3 separate regions of the Mus musculus genome follow, and regions 2 and 3 are each linked to region 1. Evidence: chromatin contacts called from public Micro-C and promoter capture Hi-C data. All regions are on one chromosome and are shown on one strand. Each heading gives the region's core, a stretch centred on a gene start, on an enhancer-like site or on the middle of the called end of the contact. The rest is flanking DNA. Distances are from core to core; before and after follow the strand shown. Region 1 holds the start of Cks2 (CDC28 protein kinase regulatory subunit 2). Region 2 overlaps Spin1 (spindlin 1). Region 3 has its middle 110 kb from the start of Gm40948.

What was found. Promoter capture Hi-C pulls out the DNA fragments that hold promoters and counts their contacts. Hi-C and Micro-C count contacts between places; a contact is called where the count stands out from the background.
Region 2: a promoter capture Hi-C map of liver shows a contact between it and region 1, with 2.2 times the contacts expected there. The contact joins the enhancer-like site here to the promoter of Cks2 in region 1. A contact is called at or near these places in 8 of 39 promoter capture datasets (the 3T3-L1 cell line, 3T3-L1-derived adipocytes, the HPC-7 cell line and 5 more), 1 of 484 Hi-C or Micro-C datasets (the G1E-ER4 cell line) and 7 of 115 datasets of contacts at active chromatin or transcription factors (embryonic hindbrain and embryonic stem cells).
Region 3: a contact with region 1 is called in a Micro-C map of the G1E-ER4 cell line, with 2.4 times the contacts expected there. The contact joins the enhancer-like site here to the promoter of Cks2 in region 1. A contact is called at or near these places in 1 of 39 promoter capture datasets (hematopoietic stem and progenitor cells), 2 of 484 Hi-C or Micro-C datasets (the Ba/F3 cell line and the G1E-ER4 cell line) and 3 of 115 datasets of contacts at active chromatin or transcription factors (effector CD8 T cells, memory CD8 T cells and pancreatic cancer cells).

The regions. Positions count from the first base shown.
Region 1 is chr13:51,643,780-51,646,715 of GRCm38.p6, forward strand. Cks2 (CDC28 protein kinase regulatory subunit 2) reads left to right here and starts at 1,453. Exons shown (of 3, transcript NM_025415.3): 1 at 1,453-1,692. The coding sequence starts at 1,634.
Region 2 is chr13:51,135,739-51,138,674 of GRCm38.p6, forward strand. All of the region lies in intron 3 of Spin1 (spindlin 1), which reads left to right. Among named protein-coding and RNA genes, the nearest start is that of Nxnl2, 34 kb to the right of the region's middle. Within about 2 kb of position 1,448, at least 44 of the 459 cell types and tissues checked have an H3K27ac peak or open chromatin away from gene starts, as enhancers often do. A contact at or near this core is called in liver, where this site is marked.
Region 3 is chr13:51,974,548-51,977,483 of GRCm38.p6, forward strand. No RefSeq gene overlaps it. Among named protein-coding and RNA genes, the nearest start is that of Gm40948, 110 kb to the right of the region's middle. Within about 2 kb of position 1,459, at least 181 of the 459 cell types and tissues checked have an H3K27ac peak or open chromatin away from gene starts, as enhancers often do. A contact at or near this core is called in the Ba/F3 cell line, the G1E-ER4 cell line and pancreatic cancer cells, where this site is marked.

The DNA of each region.
Region 1 (2,936 bases), core at 203-2,702:
AAATTATAGTTATGAAGTAGCAACAAAATATTATAAAGTTAAGGATCACCACTTGCATCAAAGGGCTGCAGCATCAGGAAGGTTGAGAACCACTGCTTAGATAGTAATTAAAGATCTTTCAGAACAGAACTCATACCTCCATATTATTTGTGTTATAGAGTGTATGCTTACATCCTCCTATTTACATGTTGAAATTTTAATCCCACCTGTTGTCTCACGTGATAATATCGGTAGGCAATTAGCACCTTTATTATTTTAGTGCTAAAAATAACTTTAAAGTTGTGCAAGAAGTCAGACGATCTTGTGTTCTCTTTAACTGAGGGCCAAGTGAAGTCGGGAAACCTGTCGTTAAAAGATTGCAGGCACCTGATTACCCAACTCTATAAAAAAATAAAATTGTAGTTACATGCTGACTTCCGTTTTTATTATTTTAGACAGGATCACACTTTGCTATCCTACCATCTGTTAAAGATATTAGGCTGAAGCTGGACGGTGATGGGGCATCCACTTTTAATCCCAGCACTGGGGAGGCAGGGGCAGGAGGATCGCTGAGTTTGAGGCCAGCTTGGTGTACAGAGCGAGTTCCAGGATAGCCAGGGCTACACAGAGAAACTCTGTCTCAAAAACAAAACAAAACAAAACAAAACAAAAAACAGCCGGGCGGTGGTGGCGCACGCCTTTAATCCCAGCATTTGGGAGGCAGAGGCAAATGGATTTCTGAGTTCGAGGCCAGCCTGGTTTACAGAGTGAGTTCCAGGACAGCCAGAGCTACACAGGAAAAGCCAGTCTCCGAAAAAACAAAAACCAAACCAAACTAAAAAAAAAAAAGGAGGAGGGAGGGGTGTTGACCTGGCATTGGAGTACAGGGATTAAAGGTGTGGGCCAGTACGCCCAGCTGCCGTGGGTTACTTTGTTATCCTAACAGCCACACCAGAGCAATTCATCCACTGCAACAAATCGCAAAAATATTAAAAGAAAAATGACACCTGCTCATTGTAGAAAATGGTTGTTATATGTAACTTGCTGCACGAAACCACGACTTAACACCCTTTCAACTTCCTTTTACATGAGCACATCTTTTTAAGATGGGACTAGCTCGCAGCCAAGCGTAATTAGCGTTGCCATCAGGGGCAGCGGAGGGCACCTTACCCTCTGGAACGCTCCGCAGCTGGACTTCCCTGACCACAGAGACCGCCCCCCAGGCGTCTCGTGCCGCTCCGGCCCCCAGAGCCCCGGATACCTCATCTCGTGTCCGCCCACCACCCAACGGTTCTGCCCCCAGGCACGTTCTAAACCACTGCGCACGCGCTGCGAGGCACTTAACGACTCGGCTCCGCCCTTCTCAATATCTCTTGGGGTCGCCGGGCGCTCCTCGCTGAATCGTTAGCCAATCCTTACTCCCGCCCTCGCAATCTTGCAACAGGCTTCTGATTGGTTACCTGTCCTCGAGGTCTGCGCGGAGCGTGATTGGTTGGTGGCTTCGCCCAATCGGCGGAGGGCTGTCGGATTCAAATCCAGAGCGTTGGGCCTGCGGTCGTTGGCCTCATTCGAGTCGTTGCGTCGGCCCTAGGCGGACGTAGAGCCCCTTGCGCCCGGTTTCCTGATCCCGCTTACTCCTCTGCGCGCCGGCAGGATGGCCCACAAGCAGATCTACTACTCAGACAAGTACTTCGATGAGCACTACGAGTACCGGTGAGGAGCGCCTGCGGAGGAGGGCCGCGCTGGGAGGTCAGACCTGGTGGTCGGGACTCGGACCCCCTTAGAGGCCTCCGTCCGTCCGGGCAGCCTTGCTTTGTGTAGTGTTGCGGGGATCGCAGGAGATGGGGAGTCGTTAGATGGGTGGGCAGCGCCTAGTCTGGGAGTTCACGACCGCAAACCGCACTGGCCCGGACTGGCCGGGAGGGGAAGTCCCCGGAAACGCACCCGACGGGCATTATCGAGTGTCTGATGGGTAACGGCTCCAGACGCTGTAACACGGGGCGTTGTTAAAGGGCTTCAAGATCAAATTGAAAACTCGAGATTGCCTTCGGAAGGATTGGGGTGGTGGTGGCTACGTTACCTTCAACTGCTAGTCCATATTGGCCACGTTTGGGGCTTTTGAGGAAGTTTTGAGTTTTAAATCCTGAGATGCGCAGGAAGGTAGTACCTACGTTAATATAATTAGCAAATGGGATTGTGGAAAGTAAGGGAGGATTGTAGTTAACTTTATTGTATCCCTTATGACTTGGGGTGTGGTTTCAAAGGCCTTTCCGTCGCTGGGTTCTTCTGGGTTGGGATTAGAGCGTTGCATTCTGGGACACAGTCAAGGACTCCAGGTGGGTAAAACCTGTTCCTCCCTTGGGCAAATAGTGACCTTGTTTTCTGTTTGCTGCCCTTTTAGGTTAGTGTCCAGAATGCTGTTTGAGGGATGAGACACTTTTTAAAAGAGTGGCTTCACCGCCCCACCCCCCATTCTCTCAGTCCGCTAGTGTAGAAGTCTTCACAGCCAGAAAACTTTTTCCAGGCTGTTTGACGATGCACTAATGCTATAAACTTGAATGTTCTTAAGTAGGGAAGTCTCATGGGTTTTTTTTTTCCCCCTTACTAAAAAATTTAAATACATAACAGTCTTTACATAGTAATTACAAACTTCACAATGGTAACCATGTGATAATTGGCTTAATATTTGGTCGTTATAGTAACTCAGAACTTGGTTTGGAAATATCCAAAAATGACCGAAAGTAATTGTACTGTCTTTCTAAATTAGGCAAATAATTATTTGGATGGAAATGTTTAGCATATGGGTTTATATACATTTCTTTAGTTGTCAAAGTGAGATAGTTTTAGTTTCTAAACTTGGAGTATATAAGTTGTGCGTGTTTTGGGGAGCAACTGCTGGTCTGTCTTAAGTATTTTACTCCAATATAAAGTAGGAGCTAGTTTATTACCCACTGGAA
Region 2 (2,936 bases), core at 198-2,697, 510 kb before region 1:
GAAATAACAGTGTCTCTTGTTTAGGATTTGGGAAGTTACAATGACCCATGTTGAAGTTAGGAACCTGGTATGTATGACCAAATTGTTTCCTTGGTCAGATGAGGCACCTGCCTTAGCCTTTGTTGTGAACCTGTTCTATGGAGGGGAGTGCACTGGGATATGGGTGTAAAAATTTAATGGTTTATGACTGTTGCCTGAAGACAAAGGTAAAAACTGAGAAGATCTGGTGTTCTGAGACCTGTCTAAGGACCCATTCTCACCCCTGAGGAGGACAGGTGCTTGTTCCTAGACACTTCACATGCCTAGAAGTCCTCTTTTGAGTCTGAGTGTTATTTAGTAGTTAGAAGCTTTTCTTCTCTTTTAATACTGGTTGTGTGAGTGGAAAGAGATTGAAAATTGTGTTAAATCTATAGTGTCAAAACAGTTACATATTTTGATTGATTCTCAAATACTATGAGATTGACATGAGTCCCTTACACCTGAAGTTGACCTGGGAGGATTTGTGATTATTGGATGGGATCAAGAAAGTATGTCCTGTATAAAATAGTCTGCAGACAATAATATTTTCACAATTTATTGCCATAAAATACACAATTTATTTTTAAGTAGACAAAATATGTGAGACCTGCACAAAGCACTTTAAAACTTGCTGTTGTCAGAGACACATAAACACGTGTGTAAGCACATGTGTAAACACATGTAAAGATGCAGCACCCTATCGTAGTACTGTTAGCCACAGCCACCAGCCTGCCACTCCAGGCTCCTCAGCTACTTCCTCTTGGTAGGGGAACTAGAGTCTTGTGAGGTCTACTAGAATCGCCACCATCCATTGCTGCCCACCCCCACAGGAGCAGTTGTCCCCATTGAATTAGCAATCTCAGTACTAAGTGACTTTGTGGGAACTAGTGAGTTAGCTCAGAGAGAGAAGGCGCTTGCCTCATAAGCCTGGTGACTTGGTTTCCACTCCCTAAACACATGTAATGTGTAAGAAGAAAACCAACTCCACATTGTGGTGTGCACACACTTATGTGCATACATGCTGTTTATGTTGGCCTTTGACAGCAGACTGTGCAGCGTCTGTTGTAGTCCTTACACCTGCCACCTCAGGTTTTACCCCTGCCTCCCTTCACCACTCAGGTTTGTATTAACGGAAACCCATGCGTCCGTTTCCTCACATGCCTCTCAGTTGTCTGTCTGTTTTCTTGCCTAGCTCTTTCATGTTGTGTCTTACCTGGCTATCTTCCCATTTTGTGGCACATGTTCCTATGTAAGGATTCTCTGGAGCAAGAGAACCAGTAAGTAGGAGATAGAAGAGAATGAAATAATGAGAATCTGAGTCATGCAATATAGAGGAGGCAAGAAGTCCTCTCAGTGTGCAGTGTGTGAGCCAGGAATGCTGATGGCAGAGTTCAGTCCTAGTTCAAGGCTGGAGAACCAGGAGCCAGAAAACCATCTTCCTGCCTGTTGTGTCCAGGCCCTCAGCAGGCTGAGTGAAGCCCATTTGCACTGCTGAGGTCACATTGTTTTTCCTCAGTCCAGTAGTTCAAATACTGACCCCTTTCCAGAACATTCTCAGACAACACCCAGAAACAAACATCCAACCTGGGCACTTCTTGGCACAGTCAACTGGACAGCGTCTCTTTCCTTTGCTTAGTGCCATTAACCATTTTATCTAATACATGGATATATTTTCCTGGCCAGCCTCTACTGCCAATCACAACTCAATCAAGAACATTTCTTCTTTAAGGTGCTTTTGCATATTGTCCAGCAGGACTCCAGGGCTGGAAGGGAGGGGAGAAGATAAGCAGATGCCCCCTTTGCCCCAGACTTCCCTAGCTTCCTCAGCTCAGCGCATGCTGGCTGATTTCAAACAGGGCTTTTCCTTAGCCACCTGGGTCTATTTATTGCTTTGTCTGTCTTTTTTTTTTTTTTTTTTTTTTTTTCTCCCCTGGATCTGCCTCTGGACTTTATTTCCTGGCTCTATTCATACCCAGCTTAGTTAGGGTTTTACACTCCAGTGGGGTGGCCTGGGGACATGGCTCTCCCTAGGAGGAAGGTGTGCTGCTTTGAGGGCAGGGGTGGGGGAAGAGGTGTGGAGGTGTCTGGCTTCTAGGAGCTGCACTTTCCCCACTCCTTTTCCCAGTTCCACAGTGCCTCAGCTCCTCCCTCCCTCCTTCCCTCCCTCCCTCCCTCCCTCCCTCCCTCCCTCCCAATGCTTACTTCCTCTGAAGTCCTTCCTCATGGTTTCAAGAGACCATTGTTTCCAGAACCTCTGGCAAAACTAAGGGCATGCAAACAATGCATTTCTTTTATATATTTTTAGCTACTGTAACTATGATTTCTTTTTTTTTTCTTTTTTTTAAGAAATTAATTGTAATTGTCATGCATCTTTGTAAAACGGGAAGGAAACCTCTTCAGCCCTGTTTGACTCTCGGCACATCGCAGCAACTGTCAAGTTGGTGTGGCTTGTGTTGCGTCCAAGTCTTGTCCTTTGTCCTTCTATTTCAAAGTGAAATGAAGTGTGGCCTCTCCCCTCCCTCCCCCGCCCCCCCCCCCCCAATGTCAGAAGCCAGGATAGGGGCCCGGGCAGATGACTGAGTGGGTAAAGTGCTTTCTTAATAAGCACGAGGACCTGTGTTTGGGTCCTCAGATGGACCATTTGTTTCTAACTTCAGTTGTTTGGGGTGTGGCAGAGATGTGTGGATCCTAGGAACTCATTGCCAGCCAGTCTAGCCTAAATGGCATCCAGATGATTTATTTATATATATATATAGAGAGAGAGAGAGGGAGAGAGGGAGAGAGAGAGAGAGAAAAGATGATATCCTGCTTTAAAAGATGAGGTGGAGAGCACGCAGTGGAGGAAGACACCTAATAGCACCCCTGGCCTCTTCATGGACACACATTCTTGTATGTGCATTTGTGCACACATAAAAATA
Region 3 (2,936 bases), core at 209-2,708, 330 kb after region 1:
TGCTTGAGTTTCCTCTGGGTCCCCCTTTGCATCCGTCTGGTAGCATTGCTACCTAACCTGCCTAGCCCAGGGCACCACTCATGCAGCCAGTTCCCAGGCAGACAGGGCTCTCAGTGGAGAAGGCTCAGGTAGTGTGCAGCCAGCCCGAGCTTTGATGCAGAACAGGAGAGGCCGCACTTTGGTTTTCATACTTAGGCTCCTGACTGGATCTCAATGAAGCCACAGCCCAATCCCCCAAACAGGGTTCCCAGTGCACTATGAAGCTAGCTGCCAGCCCAGCCCAGCCAAGAACCCTGGAGGCTGCAGACACATGTTGGCTCTCTTTCAGGACTTGTGGTGGTCTTCTTCCCTCCCCAGTCTCGCAGGTTTTATTTGAAAGACCTGAGCCCCAGCTTTCAACTCCTTCCTCAGCTCTCTGATAAAAAGCAAACAGAATCAGCTCTTACAGCTTTGCCTGGAGCTGAGGCTCACACCGCCCACAAAGGCAGGCAGGCCATCAAAGCACTGGAGCTCAGGTGTGTGGCCTGAGACCAAGGTGCAGGTGGGAAGGAGACTGTGTGTGTCCCAGCAATGGCTCTGGCATCCTCCAGGGTCATTTTCTTCAGCTGCGGCCCCTATGCCAGGCCTGTGGCCACTGCCCTGGCTGTGCCTGACCTTCTTGCAGACCCGTCTTGAGTGCCAGCAAACCCTGCAGACAGCCTGATACCTGCAGACAACATCTTAATTGCCCTGTAAGACAGTTTGGCTGCTGAGCCCCTTTTGTGGGCAGGCACAGTTTGAACTTCAAAGAGTTTTGTAAAGTTTACCACAGCCCTAGGAGCGACAGGATAATTTTGGTGTCGTTGGAGAGGAGGCTTGGCGGGGCTCCTAACTCTGCTCTGGTCTACAAGCCCCAGGGGCACCCTGGTCTGTGGGACTCACCCAATGAAGCCCTCTTCCCAACCAGGGAAGGCCGCCAACTCCGCTTCAATGGCGCCTGACTCCAGTTCTACCACAAGGCTGGGCCAGGGCGTGGGTTGGAGACCCAGCTGAGTTCCCTGCTCCCCAGAGACCTTGGAGGAAGCAAGCCACACACCGGTATGTCTGGAGAGGCGTGTGCTGATTCTCGGGCTCACCCCAGGAAGAAAAACCTGTGCCTCTTCACCTTCCAAAGCAGTGAGATGTCAGAAGATAACTCACTCATAAACCAGGAGATGGTAATCCTGGAGTCAGACTCTGCTGGACTTTGGGTAAGGGTAGCATGGCACAGGCATTCTCAGATCCAGTTTCTCTACCTCAGCAGTGAGGCTGGCATTTGGTGGTTTACTACCTCTCTTTGGGAGGAGGCATGCCTGTGACATGCCTGTCCCCGACTCTCATGGGACCAGGGAGCATTGAGCGTCCTCTGCCTGGTGGGCTCCCAGCTCCTGCAAACAGAGGCTTCTGACTGGAGTTTGAGGAATGCAGGGAGGCCTGGGCGGAGCTACTGCAGACTAGGGGAGCCCTGGGGAGCAGCTGCCACAAACTGGAGCAGGGCTGGACCTTCCTCAACTATGGCAGGAATGTCAGCATGTACTCTTTGGGGTAGGAAGGCTGAAGCAGCCATTTTTAGCAGCTGTGTGGCCCAGCCCTTCCTTTGCCAATACGAAGGGCTGGGTGGCTCCAGGCCACAGCTCTGGAATGTGACAGGTCACACTGTACTTTATGGTGGTGGCAGGGGACAAAGTATGAAGAAGCCAGGAGGCAGAGGGAGAGCATGCATGCACCCAGGGGACCCGCCCTGCCCTGGTAAGACTCTTATCAGCACACTCCAGCTGTGCAGAAGCTTGCCCCCCCCCCCCTTCCTGTGGACACAGACCCTCATGCCTGCCCTGCAGGCCTTTGGCCTTCGAGAACTCTCAGAACCAATTGAAAGGCACCCAGTGCTGTGGGGCTGGTGTGCAAGGCGAGGCCTTAAAGTATCCTGAGGACTACTTGCTGTCCCCATCCATGGTCACTCTGCTGGCCAGCTGCCAGCCTCCTTAAGGATCCTTTAGATTAAAACAGGTTTTAGAGGCAAGCAGGCTGAGATGTAATCTGACTTCACCTCCAACATGAATAGGATTTTTATTGTTTCGCTGATGGTTATTGGAGAAGGGGGTCTGGGGACAGTGACTCTGGGGAGGGTCGGTCTTGGGAATGGGCAGGCCTTCAGCAGTGAGATGCCAAGGAAGAAAGGAAGACTGGGGAGCTCCAGCTGGCAGGGTTAAATATTGGAGCCACGGGCTGCCTTAGGCCTTAGCAGAAAGCTGACACAGAGAAGGTGACAGCAGGACTTGTTCCTGCTGCTAGAGGGGACAGAGGGCGGACTGACAATTTGCTCAGAGCCTGCAGCAGCTTCCCTCTCCTCCCTGCCTTTCCTACCTGGGTCAAAGTGGCTTTTCTAGGTCACTTTCACAACAGTCTTCCTTGTAGCTGGCCCCAGAAGGAGAAGGGAGGCTTCACGCTGGAGCAGCTGCTGCCAGGGCCCTGCACAACCCTGGTGGTAGAACAAATCTGTATCAAGATTAGCATACAAAGGAAGCTCTTTCCCACCTGGCATCAGACAACAAATGGAGCACACTTAGTTTGCAGAAAAAGAATGGAAGTCCTTTCTCACCCATACTTCACCCACAAACGAAGCATGGGCAAGAAGCTGTGTAATGTCCTAGAAAGGTCTGGTGCCCTGTGGCCCAAGCTTTACCTTTGGCTCACTGGCTCACTTGTACCCTAGTCTCAGGGGTGCTTTCCCTTTCGTAGCAAGTTATCTTTCTACTTCTTATTTTATGTTTAAAATGGTGTGTGTCTGTGGTTATGAACATGAGTATAGGTACCACGGAGGCCAGAGGAGGGCGCCAGATTTCTTGTAGCTGGAATCACAAGTAGTAGTGAGCCACCTGACAGGGGCGCTGGAAACCAGACTCTGGTTCTCTGTAAGG